Regions from separate parts of the Mus musculus genome. Here region 2 is linked to region 1. Evidence: chromatin contacts called from public Hi-C data. All regions are on one chromosome and are shown on one strand. Each heading gives the region's core, a stretch centred on a gene start, on an enhancer-like site or on the middle of the called end of the contact. The rest is flanking DNA. Distances are from core to core; before and after follow the strand shown.

Region 1 (3,936 bases), core at 633-3,132:
CTCATTCCTCTAGTTTTGTTTCTCAAAATTAGGTTGCCTGAAGTTTACATCAGTATTCCAATATTGTCATTATATAGTATTCTGCTAGTTGTGCTGAAATCTTGCAGACAAAGGTACAGGCCAATCATGAAGTGGTCAAGAAATGGTAGGGTAGGAAAAGATAAATGTCATGATTAACAGCTCTGCTGACTTGTAACCTTCCAACAGTAACTACATATGCAAACTAGACCCTACAATGAGGAAACAGTACATTAATGGAAGAAGAAGGAGAAGGAGAAGGAGAAGAAGAAGAAGAAGAAGAAGAAGAAGAAGAAGAAGAAGAAGAAGAAGAAGAAGAAGAAGAAGAAGAAGAAGAACAACAACAACAACAACAACAACAACAACAACAACAACAGCAACAGCAACAGCAACAGCAACAGCAACAGCAACAGCAACAACAACGGGTATTATTCCATGGTCAAAGTTCTAATATTATGTGAGAGACCTGGTTACTCTTCCAAAACACATCAAGTCCTTGAAGACTTTGGGCTAAGCAGTGTAGTTGCAAAAAAGGTTACTGAGCACTTATACATTCCATTTTATTACTGTTGTTTTACTGTTATAGACTGTGTTTCGTGAAAAGAACAAAGCTAAACTTAGCCCCTTACCAGTTCTCTATGTATGTTTACCATGAAATAAAGATATGATGGCCACAGTGGCTCATTCTCTAGAATAGCAGGATTCTAGAGAACGAGGCAGAAGAATTGTGAGTTTGAAGCTGGTCTTGACTATCCAGAAAGTGTCAGGCTATTCATGGCAACATGGAAAGACCTTGTATCAAAATATCAGTAAGATCAATGACAATAATATAAAAATTAAGGTTCTAAGGTCAAGAGAAAATTAGGTTCTGAAAACTGTCCTCTGACTTCCAAATGTAGGTCACTGTGTGCTCATATACACTTGGTCACAGAAATACCACATATGTAGGTGCACACACACACACACACACAAATAAATAAATATTTTTTGTTCTGTTTTTTAAAAATATTAGTCAGCCAATGATTCAGGCAACTTGAGTTTTTCTAGTTGGGTTTCTAGTTTCCACTTTCTCTTTCAAACTATATACACGTATGTTGTAGCTGGAAATGATAATTATGTGTCAACAGCCATATTTCTTTTTGTAAAATGCATTTATTTGCATGTGTTTGATCTGTGTGCGATGTATACCACGTGAATGCTTGGTGCCTGAGAAGGTCAATGAAAGCCACCACGTTCCCTAGAATTGGAGTACCAGGTTGTTGTGAGCTACCATGAGGTTCTGGGAATCAAACCCAGTTCCTCCAGAAGAGCAGCAAGTGCTGGTAAAGGCTGAGCCATCTCTCCAGGCTTTGCTTTATTTGCAGTACGTTTTGTTGTTGTTGTTGTTGTTTAAAATTAGGAACTGCTTGTCTTAATTCCTGGCTGTATAAAAGAACAGCAAGAACACAATAGGACGAAACAATCTTCTCCGGTTGGTACCTCGTTCCTCCAGTTCTGAAATCTGCCTTTTCTCAAAAATAATAGCCATTTTACATTGTTCTGTTAGTTGTTCTGAAATCTTGCAGACAGAGGTGCAGGGCAGTCATGAGCTGGTCAAAAAATCTAGCCTAGGTAAAGATAAAAGGCCGTGATAAGCAGCTCTGCTTCCTTGTGACCTTCCAACAATAACCACATATGCTAACCAGACTTCACATGGAGGAAACAGCAAATTAAAGAATGTGAAACACACACACACACACACACACACACACACACACACACACACACACACACACACACACACGCGAGCGCGCGCACACACACCTCAGAAAGAACAAAGAAGAGAATGCACTCCAATTGTTCAAGAGGCTTCTCTCAGCCAAAGTAACTATGCCACAGATGTGCCTCAAGAAAAAGAACAAACAAAAACCTTGATAGCTATCCCTGTTGCCTCTGTCTTAAACTAGGACAGAATAACCTGTTTTGCTACTCAAAATAACAGTCGGTGTCTCTTCTTTATCAGTTAGAAACAGGAGCTTTTTGCTTCATTAACTAATTAAGTCACCTGCAGAAAGAGTAGCTGGGGTGTGGCAACAGCATTGTAGCAGTGAATAATGTACTCAGATGACTCTAGCAGTGAATGGAAATCACATAGCCTAATGCAGTAGAGTAGGGCTGGGCTCAGCTTAATACCTTAATACCTTGTAACAAGGCCTCTTCTAAAACAGAAGCTGTGACTTTCAAGATCCATGTCTGAACAGCAGACATGATTCAAAAACAGACAATTATACCAACAGAGAAAAGGAGAAAACTTTATTTGTTTCATTGGCTATTTTATTTATTTATATTTCAAATGTTATCCCCTTTCCTGATTCACACACACACCCCAGAAACCCTCTATCCCTTTCCCCCTCCTCCTGCATTCTCCTATAATGGGGCATATAACCATCACAGGACCAAGGGCCTCTTCTTCCATTGCTGCCCGACAAGGCCATCCTCTGCTACATATATAGCTGGAGCCATGGGTCCCTTCATGTGTACTCATTGGTTGGTGGTTTAATCCCTGTGAGCTCTAATAGGTCTGGTTGGTTGATATTGTTATTCCTCCTATGGACTGCAAGTTCCTTCAGCTCTTTGGGTCCTTTCTCTAGCTCCTCCATTGGGGATCCTGTCTGTGCTCAGTCCAATGGTTAGCTGCAAGCATCCACCTCTGTATATGTCAGGCTCTGGCAGAGCCTTTCAGGAGACAGCTATATCAGGCTCCTGTCAGCATGCACTTCTTGGCATCCACAACAGTGTCTGGGTATGGTAAACTGTATGTGGGATGGATCCCAGGGTGGGGCTCTCTCTGGATGGCCTTTCCTTCGGTCTCTGCTCCACAAACAGCGATCATGTGTAGCTTGTTGAAAATAAAGCCCAAGAGGGTCCCACAAATGCTTGGCTCTGCTCTGCCTTGCTCTGCTCTGCTCATTGGCATGGCTACAATACCTTCATTTTGTCTTCAGAGCATCAATTTCTTATTCTCAAGTTGGAACAACCGTTGTCATCTAAGAAGCTTAGCATGCTTGATTTTTTTGTAAATAAGGGCAAAAGAAGGCTAACAGCTGCTCTTTGGAGAAACACATTGCAAAAAAAAAAAAAAAAAAAAAAAAAAAACCTGAAAAACTTACATTACTGAAAAACAAATCGTATGGGAATAAGGAAGATCAAATTGTGATAAAGAATGAGTCAGTGGGGTGTAGACAGTTAAGCCTTTGATGAGATTTCTCAGTTATTGACACGCAGGCAACTTGAAGTAAGAACGGGAGAAAAGGTCAAGTTGAATCTAAATGGTTGTGGGAAGCTGGGAGGAAGGAAGAATATATAAGAGTCTATTTTTTTTAAAAGTCTTGTGTTATAGGAGAAAAAAAAATAGCAAGCAACAGGGCAGAAACAATGGGAATTGTGAGTTTATCTGGAATGATTCATGCCAGAGGCCAGACTGCAGAGCTACTTACCAGGCTGATCAAATGTAGGTTTACAAAGAGGACACCGGATGAAGACAGTATGCAGGACCATCTGTTTACAATTAGCATAGCATTCTGACATGGTTTTCCAGAAATCAAAATAAAAGGGAAATCTAATGTAAAATATATGAACTGAGCAATATATTTTTTTCCTTTAGAAACTATTTTTGAGGACTAAAATGATGATGGTCGCATTAATATAAAGCACAGAAAAACAGTGTTTGGTTGTTTGAGACGGATGATAGCGTAGCGAGTAAATTAGTGTTTTGGTACACAAAGACCACACACAGAAATGAGAGGCCTGCTAAAATCTTTGCCAGATACAAAATATAATTCAGACATAAAAATGAATAGTTTGCATTGGTGGGAGTGCAGACAAATGATACTTTGTATCGAAGTGAACTAGTATCGTTATTTTGGGGACAGAATATCG
Region 2 (3,781 bases), core at 276-2,775, 230 kb after region 1:
TGATTTTGGCCAACTTAACTTAGGACTGTGCTCTGGCCAGGTTCCAAGACAGCTAGACTTAGCCTTGATGGTTGGTAGGTTAGATCTTATGTGTTTTTAATGTAAGCTACTTCTTCAGCTCACCATGGAATTTGACATTTTCCTTCCCTTTGAAAGCAAATCAATCACAACCATCGCAACCTAAATATACAACAGAAAAAGAAGCACATAGAACTGAAATAAGGAATACTGAGTGGGGGTGCCCTGAAGTCACGTCTCTTATACATTGCTTGTAGGAACATAGGGAACAATGTGGAAGGAGGCCTGACTGGTTGGTTCCTAACACAACAAATATACTTGATGATCAAGAAATATTCATTCCAGAGAAAGGAAATAACATGCTTCCTCCAAAGCTTCTCAATACTGTTGACCCCAAATAAACTGTCTCAAAAATAGGTGTCTGGCCAGACAGTGGTGGCGCATGCCTTTAATCCCAGCACTTGGGAGGCAGAGGCAGGCAGATTTCTGAGTTCGAGGCCAGCCTGGTCTACAAAGTGAGTTCCAGGACAGCCAGGGCTATAGAGAGAAACCCTGCCTCACACACATACACACACACACACACACACACACACACACACACACACACACACACACACAAAAGATTGTGTTAACAACTTATATACTGCCATAGTTTACAATAGAAATGTTCTCCCAAAAGCCCATGTTTGTTTGTTTGTTTGTTTTTTAAAGATTTATTTATTATATGTGTGTACACTGTAGCTGTCTTCAGACACCCCAGAAGAGGGCATCAGATCTCATTATGGATGGTTGTGAGCCACCATGTGGTTACTGGGATTTGAACTCAGGACCTTTGGAAGAGCAGTCGGTGCTCTTAACCACTGAGCCATCTCACCAGCAAGCCCATGTTTTAAAGGGCTTAACCCTCGCCAGGTTGGATCTCTTGGGAAGTAATGGAGACTTTTAGGGCTAGGGTTTTGTGAGAGATCTTCTCATCAGAGCCATATTCTGAAGGAGTACTGAGATTTGGTTCTCCATATTTGTCCCTTCCATTCCCAACTGTGAGCCAAGCAGTTTTACCATGTGCTTCTTGCCATGTTATATGGCTTAGCCACAGGTCGCAGGCCCAAATATATACAAATATATATATTTGTGTATGTGTATTAAAATAATCTGGCCACAGTATTTTTATTCTGTGTTATTTTAACTTCATACAAGAGGAAAATGACATACTTTAGGTTGCTCATTTTCATACTTCGCCATAGCTTCAATAGACACTTCATGATGAAGAAAAGCCTTAAAAGGATCTCTTAAGGTTGAATCCAAGCTGTGCACATTTCCAAAACAAATCTGCACATAAAAAGCTACAGGACAGGTATTCATATCCACGCCAATCCTCTTTCATAACTGCATTAACACATGCTTGCCTCTTAAACATGATTCTGCAGACCTTATGTCGGTACAGCATGGAGCCCAAAATAGGGAACTGCCAGGCAGGGTTCACAGTGGCTTGCAGAGGCAGGAAGCAGGATGTGGGTACCCACAGCATCCAGCAGCATGTGTTTAAGTGAGGAACAGACATCTATTTGATGACCTTGTGAACCAGCTCAATGGATATGCTACGGAGAATATGACAAATTATATACGTTCTGTGTAATAAATCTTTTCAATGCTTTAAAAATTCCCAAGATTCTGAAAAGAGTTACCAAATTATAATTTAATTCTGCTCTTGATTATGTTCTGGGGTTTCCCATGTTGGAAAAAAATAGCGTTTGTCTAAAGAGTAAAGGGTAGTTTAAGTGTGATTGTGTGATGAGAACTCAAAGTTCATGTGTTTGTTTTATTTTTTTTTCATTATTTTTGCGATGATAGGAAAATTAAGCTTAATCTTGCCTTCTATAAGATTATTTCAAGTATACAACACAGTGTTCAGTATGGGTACAATATGTGTCCTGGCTCTGTGATTTAGCCATCTTACAAAACTTAAGATTTATTCTGTTTGAACTGCAGCTCTTACCTTGTACTCTCCAGCTCTGTTTCTGAGTGATTGTTTATGTTATATATTTCATATTAATAAATCATAGAGGACTCCTAGAACTTGGCCTCTGTCACTGTTTCATTTAACAGATAATCTGCTGATTCACCCATGTTCCTGCATGTCAGAATTTCTCCCTTTCTCTCTTTCTGTCTCTCTCTGTCTCTCTCTGTTTGTGTCTCTCTCTGTCTCTCTGTCTCTCTCTTATTTTCTGTTCAACTTACTGTGATAAAATACCCTGATAGTAATTCAGGGAGAAAGGGCTTATTTTAGCACACAGTTCCAAATTCCAGTCCCTCCTAGCAGGAAAGTCACAGCAGCTTGAGACTGAGAAAGTTGATCCGGTTACACGTATAAACAGTAACAAAGTGTAGTGTGTGCACAAATTTGAGTGCTCAGTTAACATTTTCCACTCTTTCACAGGTCAGGATGGCCTGCCTAGGGAATGGTACCACCCACAGTAGGCAAGTAATCAAGATCGTCCCCCAGAGACATACCCTCATCCCGGCTTAAATCTTTCACTGTGACTTGATGCCCAGGTAATTCTACATTGTGTGTAGTCAATAAGGAAAAACTAACAATCCTGGGCAAGCAATGTCTCAGGAGTAAAGGGCTTCCTAAGAAGCCGGGCCACCTGGGTTCCATACCTAGCACTCACATCCTGGAAGGAGAAAACTAAGTCCCACAGGTTGTTCTCTGACTTCTGCATGTTCCCCCCACACATATGCAAACAAATAAGACACTATTTAAAAATGAAAACTAACCAGAACCGCTTTAAATGCTAGATTATCTCCCTAGCTATTCGTTTTCAAAGTGGAGCTTTCTCCCTTTTCTATCCCCATTGGATGGTTCCAGAGTGAACATGTTCCCCTTTGATGAGGCCCCTTAAACCTTTATAGCTTTTGAAATTCTGGTTTCCTTCTTTTTATTTCTTTTAAAGATTTATTTTTAAATAAATGTTTGTGAGTACATTGTCACTCTTCTTCAGACATATCAGAAGAGGTCATTGGATCCTATTACAGATGGTTATGAACCACCATATATATATATGGTTACTGGGAAATGAACTCAGGACCTCTGGGGGAGCAGTCAGTGCTCTTCACCTCTGTGCCATCTCTCTAGACCTTATTTATTTATTTGTTTATTTGACAAATTTTGTTTGTGGTTTGACAGTTGAAGCCAGGAGCTTGCTGGGAATAAACAGTCAGTCTTCTTGCTGATCCACATTTCCAGTTCTTTATAGTGATTTTCAGTTTGTGGCAGAGTTTTGCTGAGATGCCCAGGCCAGGTTTGAACCTACTTTATAAGCTAGACAGGTAGGTCTTAGAATTTGGTCCTCCTGCCTCAGCCTCCCTGGTCTCTGGGATGACAGGTATAGACCACTGTTCTTAGTGACAGGCTCACTTTTTTTGTTTATTTGAAGCAAGGTTTCTCTGTGTTGCCCTGACTGTTCTGGAACCTGCTCTGTAGACCAGGGTGGTCTCAAACTCAGAGATTCCCCTGCCTCTGTTTCCTGAGTATTGAGATTAAAGGAATATGCCACCAGTGCTTAGTACAGGCTAACTATGAATGGCTTATCTGTTAACTTTTTAAAGGCTTAATATATAAATGTGTGGGTTTGTATATAAACATATATAGTATCTGAGCATGTATATTCAAGTCTCTCATGTATGTGTGTGTGTGTGTGTGTGTGTGTGTGTGTGTGTGAATACACACACACACACACACACACATCATTTAGTTCTTTTA

Evidence for each region. Hi-C and Micro-C count contacts between places; a contact is called where the count stands out from the background.
Region 2: a Hi-C map of double positive thymocytes shows a contact between it and region 1, with 4 times the contacts expected there. The contact joins two enhancer-like sites. A contact is called at or near these places in 2 of 484 Hi-C or Micro-C datasets (the N1E-115 cell line and double positive thymocytes) and 2 of 115 datasets of contacts at active chromatin or transcription factors (CD8 T cells and bone marrow-derived macrophages).

Annotation. Positions count from the first base shown.
Region 1 is chr13:117,053,174-117,057,109 of GRCm38.p6, forward strand. It overlaps the pseudogene Gm29767. Among named protein-coding and RNA genes, the nearest start is that of Parp8, 30 kb to the left of the region's middle. Within about 2 kb of position 1,883, at least 17 of the 459 cell types and tissues checked have an H3K27ac peak or open chromatin away from gene starts, as enhancers often do. A contact at or near this core is called in double positive thymocytes, where this site is marked.
Region 2 is chr13:117,282,721-117,286,501 of GRCm38.p6, forward strand. No RefSeq gene overlaps it. Among named protein-coding and RNA genes, the nearest start is that of Emb, 64 kb to the left of the region's middle. Within about 2 kb of position 1,526, at least 64 of the 459 cell types and tissues checked have an H3K27ac peak or open chromatin away from gene starts, as enhancers often do. A contact at or near this core is called in double positive thymocytes, where this site is marked.